Linked DNA regions of Mus musculus: all the other regions are linked to region 3. The links are chromatin contacts, called in public Hi-C and HiChIP or PLAC-seq maps. All regions are on one chromosome and are shown on one strand. The core of a region is the stretch at or near the end of the contact, and the rest is flanking DNA. Distances in the headings are between cores, read along the strand shown. Region 1 has its middle 19 kb from the start of 4930538L07Rik. Region 2 holds the start of 4930538L07Rik (RIKEN cDNA 4930538L07 gene). Region 3 has its middle 35 kb from the start of 4930447J18Rik. Region 4 has its middle 88 kb from the start of 4930447J18Rik.

Region 1 (2,989 bases), core at 390-2,889, 88 kb after region 3:
TCAAAATAGCTGGAGCTGTTCCACAGCCCTCTGTGCACCTTCACTGCCAGGGGAGAGCTTGCCTCCAGGGAGTGGAGTCCTCCAGTCTCCCTGAGACCCTGGGACTCAGGTGAGATTGCCATTCTTTAAGGGATTTTTGTGTTTCCTCTTTAAGGACTTCTACCTGTTTAACTGTGTTCTCCTGTATTTCTTTAAGGGAGTTATTTATGTCCTTCTTAAAATCCTCTACCAGCATCAGGAGATATAATTTTAAATCCGAATCTTGCTTTTCCAGTGTGTTGGGGGGTATCCAGGACTTGCTGTGGTAGGAGTACTGGGTTCTGATGATGCCAAGAAACCTTGTTTTCTGTTGCTTATGTTCTTATACTTGCCTCCCACCATCTGGTTATCTCTAGTGCTACCTGCCCTCGCTATATCTGACTGGAGCCTGTCCTTCCTGTGATCCTGTGTCAGAACTCCTGGGAATCAAGCTGCCTCTGGGACCCTGAGATCCTGGTGTGACCAAGCTCCTGGGATCCTGGGATCCTGTGGTCTTGGGTGTGTTAGAGCACCTGGGAGTGGTGCTTCTTCTGGGTGTTGTGCGACTGGCTGCAGGGTTAGTGCCCAAGGTCTGCTTGGGGCACCTCTGATCCTATGATCCTGGAAGTGTTAGAGTGCCTGGAAGTGGAGCTTCCTCTGGGTGTTTTGGGACTGGCTGTGGAGTTCACTCCCAAGGTCTGCTCAGGGCTCCAGCTTAGACTGGAAGAAATCCATGCCACGGGTCGGGTGGAGTTGCTGGGTGCCTGGGTCCCACTGGTCTCCGGTACTGCACTCCTGAGACAACTCTACACCCAGAGGCCCCAGGTGGCGCTAAGAAGAGCAAGTGAGTACAGGAGAGATGGGAGAGGAGGAGAAACAGAAGGATGTGGGCACAGTGAGGAGAGGGGGAACTGGAGACTTGAGGGTAGTGAGGAACAGCCTGATGTGGGTAGCCCGGGATACCACCTAAAGCCATGGTGAGGTCCTGCCCAGTGCTGCCCCCAAGGTTCATATGTGGTCCATAACCCTGCAGCAGCAGGGTTCTGTGATCCAAAAAATGTCAGGCAGATGCCCCTGTTCTGAGCTGCTGCCTGGAGCCATTTGATATTTGAGGGTTGTGCAGAGCTGGCCTCACTCCTTGGAAGAGAAGGAGAGCTGGCCCGTCCCTCACTCAGGAAACAAAGTAGAGCTGATCCTGGTTGCAGGGTGAGCCGGCCAGAGGGCATGAGCACGGGAGGGCTGGCTCCACCACTTGATTCCCTCACCAACTGTGACAGAGGGGAGAGTTGGTCCCAAGGTCATGAGAATGGGAGAGCTGGTTTTGCTTCTTGCCAGTTACAGCATTGGATAAGCCAGGGCAGTCCTGGAGAGCTCACCCTGGAGGTCTGGGTGTCAGAGAGTTGGCATGCTGTCCAGCTCAGTTACCACCCAGGCCCAGATCCGGGGTTTGAATTGGCCCAACATCTACCTCATCTATGAACTGCTGGAGTGCACGAAGGCACTGGTCCTGCAGATCCCAAGCACAGGATCAACAGGCTATCAGGGAGGAGTCCCAGTGAGGATCCAGTATTGATGGTGTGGAAGAAGCCAGAGGCCTGGAACCAGACCAATGACTCACTGCAATGAACATTCGCAAGTAAAGGGGTGTGGACAAATGGTACACTGTATGACACACAGTGATGCATTACAGCTTCCACACTGAGACTTCTTTTTTATCTCTTGGTGGAGAGGTCCCAAGGGTACATGGTGGATATGAGTAGGATTGGGGTGCATGATGTAAAATTCAAAAAAGAACAATTAAAGGGGGTTTGTTTGTTTGTTTGTTTGTTTGTTTAAGAAAAACGACATGGAAAAATAAAAGGAGATGACTAACATCAGCGTCTGGCCTCCACATTCACACTAGCATGTACACACACACCACACACACATATACACACATACTCAAACACACACACTCATGCATACATACATACACACTCACACACATACACACACTCACACATTTACACACACTTACACACACACACACACACACATACACACACTCACACACACCATACATACACTCATACATACAAGCACTCACACACACACACACATATACACACATACTGAAACACACACACTCACACACGCATACATACATACATACAAACTCACACACCCACCACACACTCACACACATACACACACTCACACTTACACACACTTATGCACACACTCACATACACCACACACACACACACATCACACACACATACACACATACTATTCTTGACACTGTCAAAGCCTGAGGTGGGAGCCAGAAATTGAACCTCTAAGTTTTGCATCAGTGGTTCCAAGTGTGGTTGACTGTAGCAGCTCTTTAGTCAAGCACTGTTGAGCATGCAGCCTGCCAAGGCATGGATGTTTCTTGGCCTATGGTAGGGTTTCACGCCTATGAATTCACTTTAAGTTGAAAATATCCTGCCGTTCCATACACCTAGCCTGCTGACTCTCTTAACTTCTGTGTCTCCCTTGTAATGCAGTGCCTGACCCAGAACTGCTCCTCACTGCCTTTTGCCCAGTGCTGTTAGAGACCATGCCACCATCTACCACCAGCCTGAGAGACTATCAGATTGTGTATGGCTTCTGTACCTTTAGAAATTCAAATGCCCCACGTCAAGCTGTCATAAGTTGCAAGTCATCTTGCTGATAAACGATACGTATCCGAATGTGAGTCACACACTAAATATTAGTGCTGTTTATTTTTACATCACAAAAGAAAGAACTCATGGTGTTATCCTTCTCCCTTCTAATAGATCATCTTTAGCCTGCGAAGGACTCTCACTGAACAACAAATTACACTTGCAGGATGTTCCCAGCCTCCCCGCTCTGCACTCAGAAAAATCTTATTTATTGTCAGGACTCAGCTCGGGACTCTTCTTTGGGCAGCTCTTCCAGACAGCACCTCCCCCAGGTGGAGCTGAAG
Region 2 (3,280 bases), core at 94-2,593, 110 kb after region 3:
GGGTGTAACTAGTTCTGAGTACCGAATGGCGTTGGTGACACCCCCGAATGCTTTTGTGAAACCAGAGATCTTTACCCAGTCTTTAACAGCATCATGATCTGGACAACGGCTTCCACATTGCCAGCTATTGCCATAGCTTTTCTCTGTCCTCCAGATGTCAGATGCTGTGGCAGGACATACAGAGCAATCCCAAGAGAAGAAAGGTAAGGGAAAAGGTCAAAAGGATGCAGGGCAGGCACCGCCCCCATTCCTCTAATTTCTCTGTTGAACAGCGCTGTGGTCCTTCCACCTGAGGAGGTCAGATTCTTATTTTACTTGTTTTTGTTTGTTTTTGAGATGAGGTCTCTGTTGTCGCTCTGGCTTTCCTGGAACTCTTTCTGTAGACCGGGCTGGCCTTAAACTCAGAAACCCACCTCCCCCTGCCTCCGGAGTGCTGGGATCAGAGGTGTGAACCATCACAGACCAGCCTAAAGATTCTTAACTTGTTTAACAACCACTGTTCCAGGAGATGCCCGAGAGTTGGAGGAATCTACAGAGAAGCAGCTCGCGGACAGAAATGTCTCAAGCATCCTTTGTGAAGAACTTTCCCTTCTCAGCACTGATCCTTAGTATTCCTGTGAGCATCCTCTCCTGGGCGCCTTGACAGCCTAACAGAGCCCTTCGTCATTAACCCACCTGAAAAGAATAGAAATACTGGAAAGAAGTCAGGGAGAAAAGAGAACATACACACTAGGAAAACATCAAAATTGGGAGACTTAAAAAATGCTGTTTTGTTCCTTGCTTTCTGGGACTTACCCAAGCTCCTCTGAAGGAATGGCCTGGCCCAGCTATTAAAAGTGCATACAGAGTAGAGCAAAGCTGGAGACAGGGGCTGAGGAGATGCTGTGTCTGCATTTAGAAGGCCTGTGGGGACCATCAACCCATAGTCCTGCTGTCTACCAAGACAGAGAAACCAGACCCGGCTGAGTAATCTGTAGTTAATTCTGGACGCAGCTCCCGACAAAACAGCAGGCAGACACCCTGGCACCAAAGATACGACCAAGAAAATGTTGAAGACATGTCTCTGTTTACAAGTCTGTGGTCCCCAAAGAACCCTTTAATAAAAAGTCTTCGATTCCATTGCATCAGTGTGCTATAGCCTTGGTTGTCCCTAGAAATAAAGATGTGGCTTTCTTATGTTCATCCATTGTGCAAAGAAGTGGTACTCCAGATGGAGGAAGGGGATTCTTCTTCCAGAAGAATCTAGACTCTGGAACCTAAGAGTCTTTTGATTCTAGAAGCCCCTGCATGGGGACTGTTCTGTCCACAAGGCTCTAAATCTATTCTGTATCCTTTAGAGACCAGACAAGGGTAGGTAGCCAAACAACCCAGAGAAGAGATTGGCATTAGAGTTAGCAGAGGATGAAGAAAGAGACCCAGGGCTTGGGCAGTGGGGCCTTAGAGCTCAGCCTGCTTCTGAGAAGCTTTTCCATGTAGAAACTGGGGTTTAAATCTCAGACATGCTGGGATTTCACCCCATTTACTTCCTGCTGTTCTAGTAAGTTCTTCTCAGAGGCAATTGCTTCAGGAGATGCCCCAAGCTCTCTTCAGAGGGCCTGGTTCCCACAGAACTCCTCTGATGGCCAAACTGACTGCTTGAGATTTGTTTTTCAGGTGAATTGGGTACTGTGGGTCACTTGCTCTGATCAAAGACCTTTTCCATCTTTCTCTGAACATTGAAGACCTGTTCCAACCAAGCCTAAGGAGACTAAAGTCATGGACTCTTCCTTCCTCAAATAAAGCCACTTCTTTCATACACTTGCAGAGACCTGGAGTGCAGACTCCAGACCTTTGTTACAGATGGCTCTTCTTCATGTTTTCACTATAACATCTGCAGAAGAACTTAGGGACATTTTCTAAACTCCAAAAGCATGCATTGGGTTTTCAAGATTCATGAGCTCATAAAATCTTAGGTTATGTCATGGTTGTTCACAAGCCAATTGAAAGGGATCCAAAATATATGCCTCTAGTAACCCCATGGCTTTTCACTATGAGATGTCTCCACAGCCAGAGGTCAGTAGATGGCTAACCAACTAGCTAAGGAGGGGCAGTGTCATGAGATGTCTCACTCTTGGCGGTCCCCTAACCCGGTAGGTAGGCTCCAAGTTCCGATTTTTATTTCTGCCTGTTGACAAAAATACTCAGCTGCCTGGAACTCATCTGTGAAGGATCTTGCAGGAACTTGGCAGTCACATTAGAGCAAAGGAACGCATCCAGAGTGATTAGAATGGAAAGTTATGGCCATAATTGTCTAATACACTAATTCACGGCAGGGATTTGAGATCCCCGGGGGACTGAGTCACCATTTAGCATATTAGGATGGAAAAACACAAAGCTCGCCCGCCCAAAGGGATTTGGATCTTGTTGACACGATGCCCTGTGAAGACTGAGAGCACGCCTTCCAGTGTGCAGATGAAGGAGAAGTGAGGCTACCAAACCAGCACTGGGTAAGCACTGGACGAAAGGTTGTAGCTAGGTATCATTATGGTTGTCTGCTGCTGGATTCTCTATCCCATACAATCTTACTGTGAAGATACTGATATTAAAGCCCCATGCAGAGCTCTGGGGGCCTGCTTCCTAGCCTGATGAATGAGTCATCTTCTCTTAAAGCTGAAAGGTATAGGACAGAAGTCTTGAGGAAGAACTCAGATAAAACTTCACTCTGGATACTGAAGTCCATGCTCATGATGCCTACTCTGGGTTCCTCTAACACATGGGGAGCCAACGCTTAGGAACATAAGAGTGTGCTGGTGAAAGAGGAGGGGTAGTCAGGAAAGGGAGGGAATGACTACACCTCGATGCCTCATTGTGCTGTCTATTGCCCAAAAAGTCTCAAGGAGACAGATGCAGCTTTGTTATTGGTGAATACACCAGCTTAGTGGCACAGGTCATCTCTGGCCAGACTGTGGAGAAGGAAAATGTATGTTAAGACTGTTCCTCCAAGAGAAGACTAGAGAGAGAATTAATTTACCCATCTTCAGTCTTGTTGACCAATTTCCGAGTTACATCAAATGTCCCATTACTCTATAGAAGTCAGGATCCCACATCCTGTGGCGTGATGCTCATTCATGTCCAGAAGATAGCAGGAGCAAAGACCCGGAGAGTCAGCTTGGCCATCAGCTTCCTATCAGAGCCATGTCAGAATTAGTATTCATGGCCAAGTTAGTGCAAGGCTTGAATCTTGCAGACAGATGAGGGCAAGAGAATGAGGGTACCTGAGATGTACCAGGTGAATGACAGG
Region 3 (3,271 bases), core at 157-2,656:
GTAGGTGAGGCTGTCCTAGTAAAACTTCACATGAATATGTATTAGCTGATATTATTTTGTCCATTGGCCTGAGTCTGTGAAAGTAGCAAGGAGTCACCAGAACAGCATCACAAGTTTTTTGGCTTTTTGTTGTTGTTGTTGTTGTTGTTGTTGTTGTTGTTTTGTTTTCTTTTGTTTTAATGGGGTCATGGCAAACTGGGCTTAGTTACATAATGTAAGGTGAACTAACATATGTGTGTCGTCATTAGTGAAGAATCTTTTATCATGTGTCTTTTTCACCTGTGTCCACTTCAGGAAAACACTCCTTTCCGAGTCTGCCCCAGCAAAACACCATCTGACACAACTGACTTTCTAAAGAATCTGTAAGTTTCTATTTCACCACAATGCGAAGCAACTATTTTCCAAATATCAGCAGAAAGAGTCACTGGGCAGAGGGCCACCTTCCCAGTTGTCACTACAGCCATGATAAGGAACACTGTCAAATAATGATAGCAGCTGAGATTCTCAAATGTAAAACATCCTAAAACTGAAGGAAAGAGTGACGGAAACTCACATCGTATAAATCTAAGAAACTATGATGGCATCAAGGGTCCAGAGCCTCAGATTTCCAAAGCCAGGCCTGGACTTAAAGCATGAAGAATGCAAACCTGTCACTTTTGACTGCATGCTTATACTTTCTAAGCTTCCGGGGTAGCAAAATTCAAAGCCATGAATCGGGTTGAAAAGCTTAGATCCTTTCCTTGGTGCAGCAATAGGACAGATCTACAAGGAACTTTTACATTGTAGTTCATCACTAACATTGTAATGTCCTAGAGAAACTTATAAATGTCACCTCAGTGTCATTTTGCACCAAAGTTTCCTCCATGACGAAGCCAGGGTGCCTTGAGCCTCAGAGGGATGCCAAGGTGGTACAGAATGGCTCACAGGTTTAGAATATGGTGCCAACAGGAATCTGAGTGTCTGGACTGAAACCAAACCCAAGATACTCCCCCCACCCCCCAAAAAACCCCACATGTTGTAACAAAATAGTATTTGGAGGAAAAAAAATACAGAAAAACCAAGCTTAGGGGAGAAGGCAAGTGGGAACTGGAGAGATCTGCCAACATGAACACTCATCTCAAAACCAAGGGCTTGGACCCAGGTGAGAAAGCCACTGTTACAGGTAGGCAGCCACCGGATACCCTCCAGAGAGAACGATTTTCAGTGGGCCACCAGCCTTTCCATGTACTTTTTTGATCTTGAAAAATGAAATATAATTGTCACATATTATGACAACCTCAAGGAGACTTCTAGTAGATAAAGCATTGAAGAGTGAAACTGTACCCACAAACACACACACTCCACACATTTCATTACTGACAAAAACGAAGAAACGAAGAGGGAAGTGTGTGCAGAGCGAGGATTGAACAGTGCTTCTTGCAATATATCGTGCATGAGAGAATTTGCTGAGTCACAGATTCTGGTCCACGTTTCGTTTTCCCTCCATTTTCCAGTCTGTTCTATTTTGTAATATTTATAGTCTGATAATGATGCTGCTGTGACTCTCCTTGCACAGCCTCACACCAACTCCTTCACCAAGAGCTGCATTTTGAGTCAGAAGACATCAGCTAAATTGAGATTTACAAAGAACTTAATAAATACAAATAGAAATAGGTGGACCCTGGATACTATATTCTGAGCATTCTCTTTCTTTATGTGCTTACAAATTATACACCAGCTTGCAGAGTGTCTCAAAGGAGCGGGGTGTAAATCTCAGAATCCCAGCACCTTGGAGATGCTTCCATCTGAAGCCACTAATTAGGGCGGTTAAATGTTGCTTTCCTCACGGGCAGGCTCCGTCTTTGCAGGTGCTAGGAGCTAAGTGTGGGAAAGAGTGGGTATTACCTGAGAATTACAACAATAGATGAATGACATTAAAAAAAAAGTCCCTAATATATTCCAGACACAGACTTTAAATGAATCTAGCAGTGGACAGGGTCTAGTATGCTGTGAGCCAGAGTCTTTGGGAACATGCTGTTTTGTGGTTTACAGGGAAACAGGCTGCTTTGTGGTTTGCAGGCTCATGAGTGAGTCAGAATTGGCCTCATTGCTTCACTTTTAAAGCCATTACTTGGCACCATCACAGTGACAAACCAACGGCCCAAAATGCGATTAGCTATTATACATCCTCGTTAAGCAACAGCCTGGTTGCCCCTGGCATACATGTGAGATGCAGTAAATGTGACAAGCCTCACTGTGCAGCAGGTCCCGGTTCAGATGAGATAAGGAATTCACGTTGCACAAAACATTTTTTTCCTGTAAACTCCAAAAACTATTTCAAAAAATCCACTGCCAAAATTAGAGAGATGTTTTATAGCATAACATAAATGTACTGTCTAAGAGGTTCTGGGCTCCCTCTGGAACTGTATGATATTTTAATAATATTTATCATTTTTCTTCTGTACTTAAAAAGTATGGTCAGAAATGCACAACACATAAATTGGTTTCTCTGGCCTTTGTTTTTGTTTTTGTTTTTAATGTTTGTATTACATCATTTTAGTGGCTCTTGAATTCTGACAAGACGTTATCAGCTCTCCAAAACTGATGCCATCTCCCTGGGGCATGAGACTGGAATGTGTAAAAAGCTAAGATACCCTTCCCTTCCTAACTCAAGCCCTAAGAAGAGGAAAGCCAGGTTTTTATTGCCTGTCTGCAAATGCAGAGCAAGTACCTGACCCAACAAAAGGTCTCTATTAATTCAAATAGCCAAAGTCACCAATATGAGTGACTGAAATATCCACTGTCCTAATTCCCTGCCCTGCCTCACCCCTCCCAGCTGGATCTCAGCCGCAGACGTGATGTCTCCCCGTTTCCTGAATGCTTAGCTGTAGGACTCACGTTGCTTTCCATGATAAGCGGGTTTCAGAGTTTGTGAGCCCCGATCTTTTAGGTTTCACTTGTAGTGTGGGATACGCACGATTAAGACCAGTGGCGGACAGACATGCTGACAACCTCTGTCAGTGTCCTTCCTGTCTTAGTTACTTTTCTACTGTTGTGACAAAGCACCACAACCAAGACAACTTATAAAAGGAAGCATTTAACTGGGGGCTTGCTTACAGCTTTGAGAGGGTTAATCCATGACCGTCATGGTAAGGAACATGGCAGCAAACAGGCAGGCATGGCACTGGAGATGTAGCTGAGAACTCACATCTGATCAATCCATAAAACAAGGCAGAGAGAGCTCTGGAAATGACAGAGGTTTTTTAAACCTCAAAGATCTCCCCTCAGTGAT
Region 4 (3,271 bases), core at 553-3,052, 120 kb before region 3:
CCAGCAGCTTCAAACATCAAACTTATGGTTTTAGGGAGCTGAGACAAATTGGTAGAACCTGGGCTCTGAGCAAAGCTTGGCTCTCAGTCCTAGGGTTGAAGCTTGCTGCCCCCCCCCCCATCTGTAATACACAAGCTACATCCTGTTCTTCTCTCCATGGGATCTTATTGCTGGCCTGAAAGACCGACAAACACCTTCACCCCACATACCAAGTGCCATTGGTGTTTGGCTAGCAGCCACTGTTGACAGCTAGATGTGTGTCCCCGGTTTCTCCATGGCAAGATTGAGGGACTGCAGAGGATGGGGATTCTTTTATAGTACCCCCGAGTTTTATCTAGTTCATTTCTCCTTCTAACAAGTACAAAATTCCTTCTATTACAGATTATCTCTAGAGTTCACTGTCGAAGTTCATTTCAATTCTTGCGTTCTAGGATGAGACATTCATTCAAAACGAATGACTGCCACATCAGTCACAGGGCTCAGCCCCTGGCATGGGAACTGTATTTCTTTAATGGCTTTATTCCTTTGAATGTGTTTTGGAGGTCTCTATTATGCCTCAGTCCTTGAAGAAAACCAGTGAGAGTCGCAGACAGGGCCCTCTGCTGCTCGAAAACCTGAGAAGCAAATCTGCAGAATTTTCAAACTGTGCAGTCTGTCCTGGGTGACTGTGACTGGGCGCCAAGTCCTAAACACAACACAAAACAGTGGTTATTCTCCTGGGACATCTGGGTGCCAGATGAGTTTCTTTCCTGCTCTCCAAAATGGTCAGAGATTTGCAGTAATTGAATGAAAGAATGTTTAATAACTGAAAATATTGCTCATCCAGAGAGAGAGAGAGATTAGGCTTTAATTAAATGGTGTCATTTAATACGTCGTCCAGCAGATACTGTAATTGGGTTCTTTAGCACAGCACACACTAATATCTAAGCTTTACTGAGGTGATAATGACACTAATTTAGCCCAGTGGATACATAACCAGCTTGGCTGCCTCTGACACCCCAGCATATTGTACGAAGAGCAAGCTTTGATCCTGGTGTCTGCGCCACTCTTAATCAGTCATTTCTTTCTAAAATAAAATCACTAGTCAGCCAGAGCAAACAAACCCTTTTTATACTAAACAGGTATGATGCTGGGGATGTGTCGGGGCAAGAGGTTGTTCGTTTCCACAGATACAAAGAAAGAGGGGCTATCTTCAAAGCAGTTGTGAAATTACATTTCATTTGAACAGGAAGAATGGCATTTATTATCTTTAAAACCTGATATAAATGCAAAGCAGCCCTCAGCAGTTCGTTCAAAGAGGGCAGACAATTCCCTGGCACAATGGCAGCTGTGGGTTTTAAGTCCTATCTTCACTTGATCATTTGCAAGGACGTTTTCATTTCCAGTCTTGGCTCCCGTTTCCTCATTGCTTAATCCTGAAATGGGATACAGTTACGGTCCTACTCTCTAGCCATTCTGTTTGATAATTCTGAACAAAGCAGAAATGAGTGGGGGGCCAGGCAGTGACGAATTTAACTGAACCTAAAAGAAGATGAGAAAAGAACTGATCTCTTAGGGTCTAGTGCCACAGATGTATTACAAAGTAACCAGAGATTAAATTCCTTTGCTAAATTCTTTGTTTTCAAAACTAAGTGGTGCTTCCACAGAGAGATGGAAAACTTTCATTTCCCTGATTGCAAATGACCGTGGACATGTTTATTTTGGAAAAGACTGGAAACATTGATTACACAGTGGCTGGGTGGGTCACAGGACCATGAAAAAGAATAGCAGCATGGCTCTGTCACTGGGTGGGGAAGCAGAATTTGAAACCACTCTGATCCCTGGGGTGTAACTCCGCCTTTGAAGACCTTGCAATCCTGTGTCAGGGATAGCTAACAGTAATTCAGAGCTCCTCCCCGCCCCTTAGAACTCTGGCAGGGGGCTCCAGGGCTCCTCTCCAAATGCTGAGAACTGTAACTGGTCCTCTTTGTAAACTGCATGCTGAAAACTCTAAAATCAGAGCACAGCCAGCCTGTTGATGTTCACCAGAACCACACCTGGGCACCCCCTTCAACAGCTTTGTATTGAAAATCCCGGTGGTGGGAGCATATATGAATTGAACATGTATGACTTTTCCCTAGTCATTAGTCCTTAACCATTATAGGACACCATCTGCTTATAGAATATTTATTTCATATCAGGCATTATAAATCATCTGGAGATGATTGAAGTATTTTAAGAGATACACGTAATTTATATGTAGCTATGACACCATTTTATACAAGGCACGAGGAGCATCCTTATGTTTTAGTATCCATGAGAAGTGGGAGTCGGAGACTCTCCCTCTCTCTCTCTCTCTCTCTCTCTCTCTCTCTCTCTCTCTCTCTCTCTCTCTCTCTCTCTCTCTCTCGTGCGCTCTCGCCCTCCCTCCCTCCCTCCCTCCCTCCCTCTCACTGCTTGGGACAGCAAAGGACAACTATGCCCTGCAAACTCAGGAAATATGGCAGCTGTGACAGTTTGTATATGCTTAGCCCAGGGAGTGGCACTATTAGGAGGTGTGGCTTTGTTGGAGTAGGTGTGTCACTGTGGACGTGGGCTTTAATGCCCTCCTCCTAGCTGCCTGGAAGTCAATATCTGCTAGCAGTCTTCTGATGAAGATGTAGAACTCAGCTCTTCCTGCACCATGCCTACCTGGACTCTGCCATGTTCCCACCATGATGATAATGAACTGAACCTCTGAACCTGTGAGCCAGCCTCAATCAAATGTTTTCCTTTATAAGAGTTGCTTTGGTCATGGTGTCTGTTCACAGCAGTAAAACCCTAAGCCAGCCAAGCCAGGAAAGGAATCTTGAGCTAGGTAAAGGGTGATGGGGAAACAGCTTGGATCCTCACAATTAGAGGACAAACCTCCTGCTCCGCCTCCACACTCCCCGCCACACACACGTAGTACAGCTCTCGGGGGATCCTGTGCTCATTCTCAGCCCAAAGAGTTGGTTATATCCTGCTTCTTCCTCCCAGAGCCAAGACTCCCTGGACTGAGTGACAACCACAAACACTACTGTGCTTTGGACAATTAGAGTCTGTCCTTTACTCCCCAGACAATTTCCTCCTCATACCACAGCCATCAGCTGTACCCAGAGCACTATTCTGGGCCTGGTCCTCACTGACTTTCCAACTGCCAAACCCAGTGACCTTCTCCTAGCCATTACCCTTCTTGACCTTTGCAGGGTAATTACAGTGGTTGGTCAAATACCACATTCTGGAATGTTCTCCAGCTACGGCCTGCTCATAC

What was found. Hi-C and Micro-C count contacts between places; a contact is called where the count stands out from the background. HiChIP or PLAC-seq counts read pairs in DNA pulled down with a chosen protein or histone mark.
Region 1: a contact with region 3 is called in a GR HiChIP or PLAC-seq map of the 3134 cell line, with 11 times the contacts expected there. The contact joins two enhancer-like sites. A contact is called at or near these places in 7 of 484 Hi-C or Micro-C datasets (8-cell embryo, the G1E-ER4 cell line, cumulus cells and 3 more), 5 of 115 datasets of contacts at active chromatin or transcription factors (the 3134 cell line and embryonic stem cells) and 1 of 9 other capture datasets (embryonic stem cells).
Region 2: a Hi-C map of uterus shows a contact between it and region 3, with 4 times the contacts expected there. The contact joins the promoter of 4930538L07Rik here to the enhancer-like site in region 3. A contact is called at or near these places in 2 of 15 datasets of contacts at CTCF or cohesin (the NIH/3T3 cell line and stem cell-derived epiblast-like cells), 38 of 484 Hi-C or Micro-C datasets (8-cell embryo, the C2C12 cell line, the G1E-ER4 cell line and 20 more), 10 of 115 datasets of contacts at active chromatin or transcription factors (T-cell acute lymphoblastic leukemia, acute myeloid leukemia, bone marrow-derived dendritic cells and 3 more) and 2 of 9 other capture datasets (adipose tissue and embryonic stem cells).
Region 4: a contact with region 3 is called in a Hi-C map of the C2C12 cell line, with 2.3 times the contacts expected there. The contact joins two enhancer-like sites. A contact is called at or near these places in 3 of 484 Hi-C or Micro-C datasets (the C2C12 cell line and nephron progenitors) and 1 of 115 datasets of contacts at active chromatin or transcription factors (fibro-adipogenic progenitors).

The regions. Positions count from the first base shown.
Region 1 is chr14:47,775,096-47,778,084 of GRCm38.p6, reverse strand. No RefSeq gene overlaps it. Among named protein-coding and RNA genes, the nearest start is that of 4930538L07Rik, 19 kb to the right of the region's middle. Within about 2 kb of position 1,639, at least 30 of the 459 cell types and tissues checked have an H3K27ac peak or open chromatin away from gene starts, as enhancers often do.
Region 2 is chr14:47,755,561-47,758,840 of GRCm38.p6, reverse strand. It overlaps 4930538L07Rik (RIKEN cDNA 4930538L07 gene), which reads left to right and starts at 1,343. Exons shown (of 2, transcript NR_166788.1): 1 at 1,343-1,537; 2 at 1,654-1,797.
Region 3 is chr14:47,862,081-47,865,351 of GRCm38.p6, reverse strand. No RefSeq gene overlaps it. Among named protein-coding and RNA genes, the nearest start is that of 4930447J18Rik, 35 kb to the left of the region's middle. Within about 2 kb of position 1,406, at least 83 of the 459 cell types and tissues checked have an H3K27ac peak or open chromatin away from gene starts, as enhancers often do. A contact at or near this core is called in the C2C12 cell line, the G1E-ER4 cell line, the HL-1 cell line and 9 more, where this site is marked.
Region 4 is chr14:47,985,257-47,988,527 of GRCm38.p6, reverse strand. No RefSeq gene overlaps it. Among named protein-coding and RNA genes, the nearest start is that of 4930447J18Rik, 88 kb to the right of the region's middle. Within about 2 kb of position 1,802, at least 45 of the 459 cell types and tissues checked have an H3K27ac peak or open chromatin away from gene starts, as enhancers often do. A contact at or near this core is called in the C2C12 cell line and fibro-adipogenic progenitors, where this site is marked.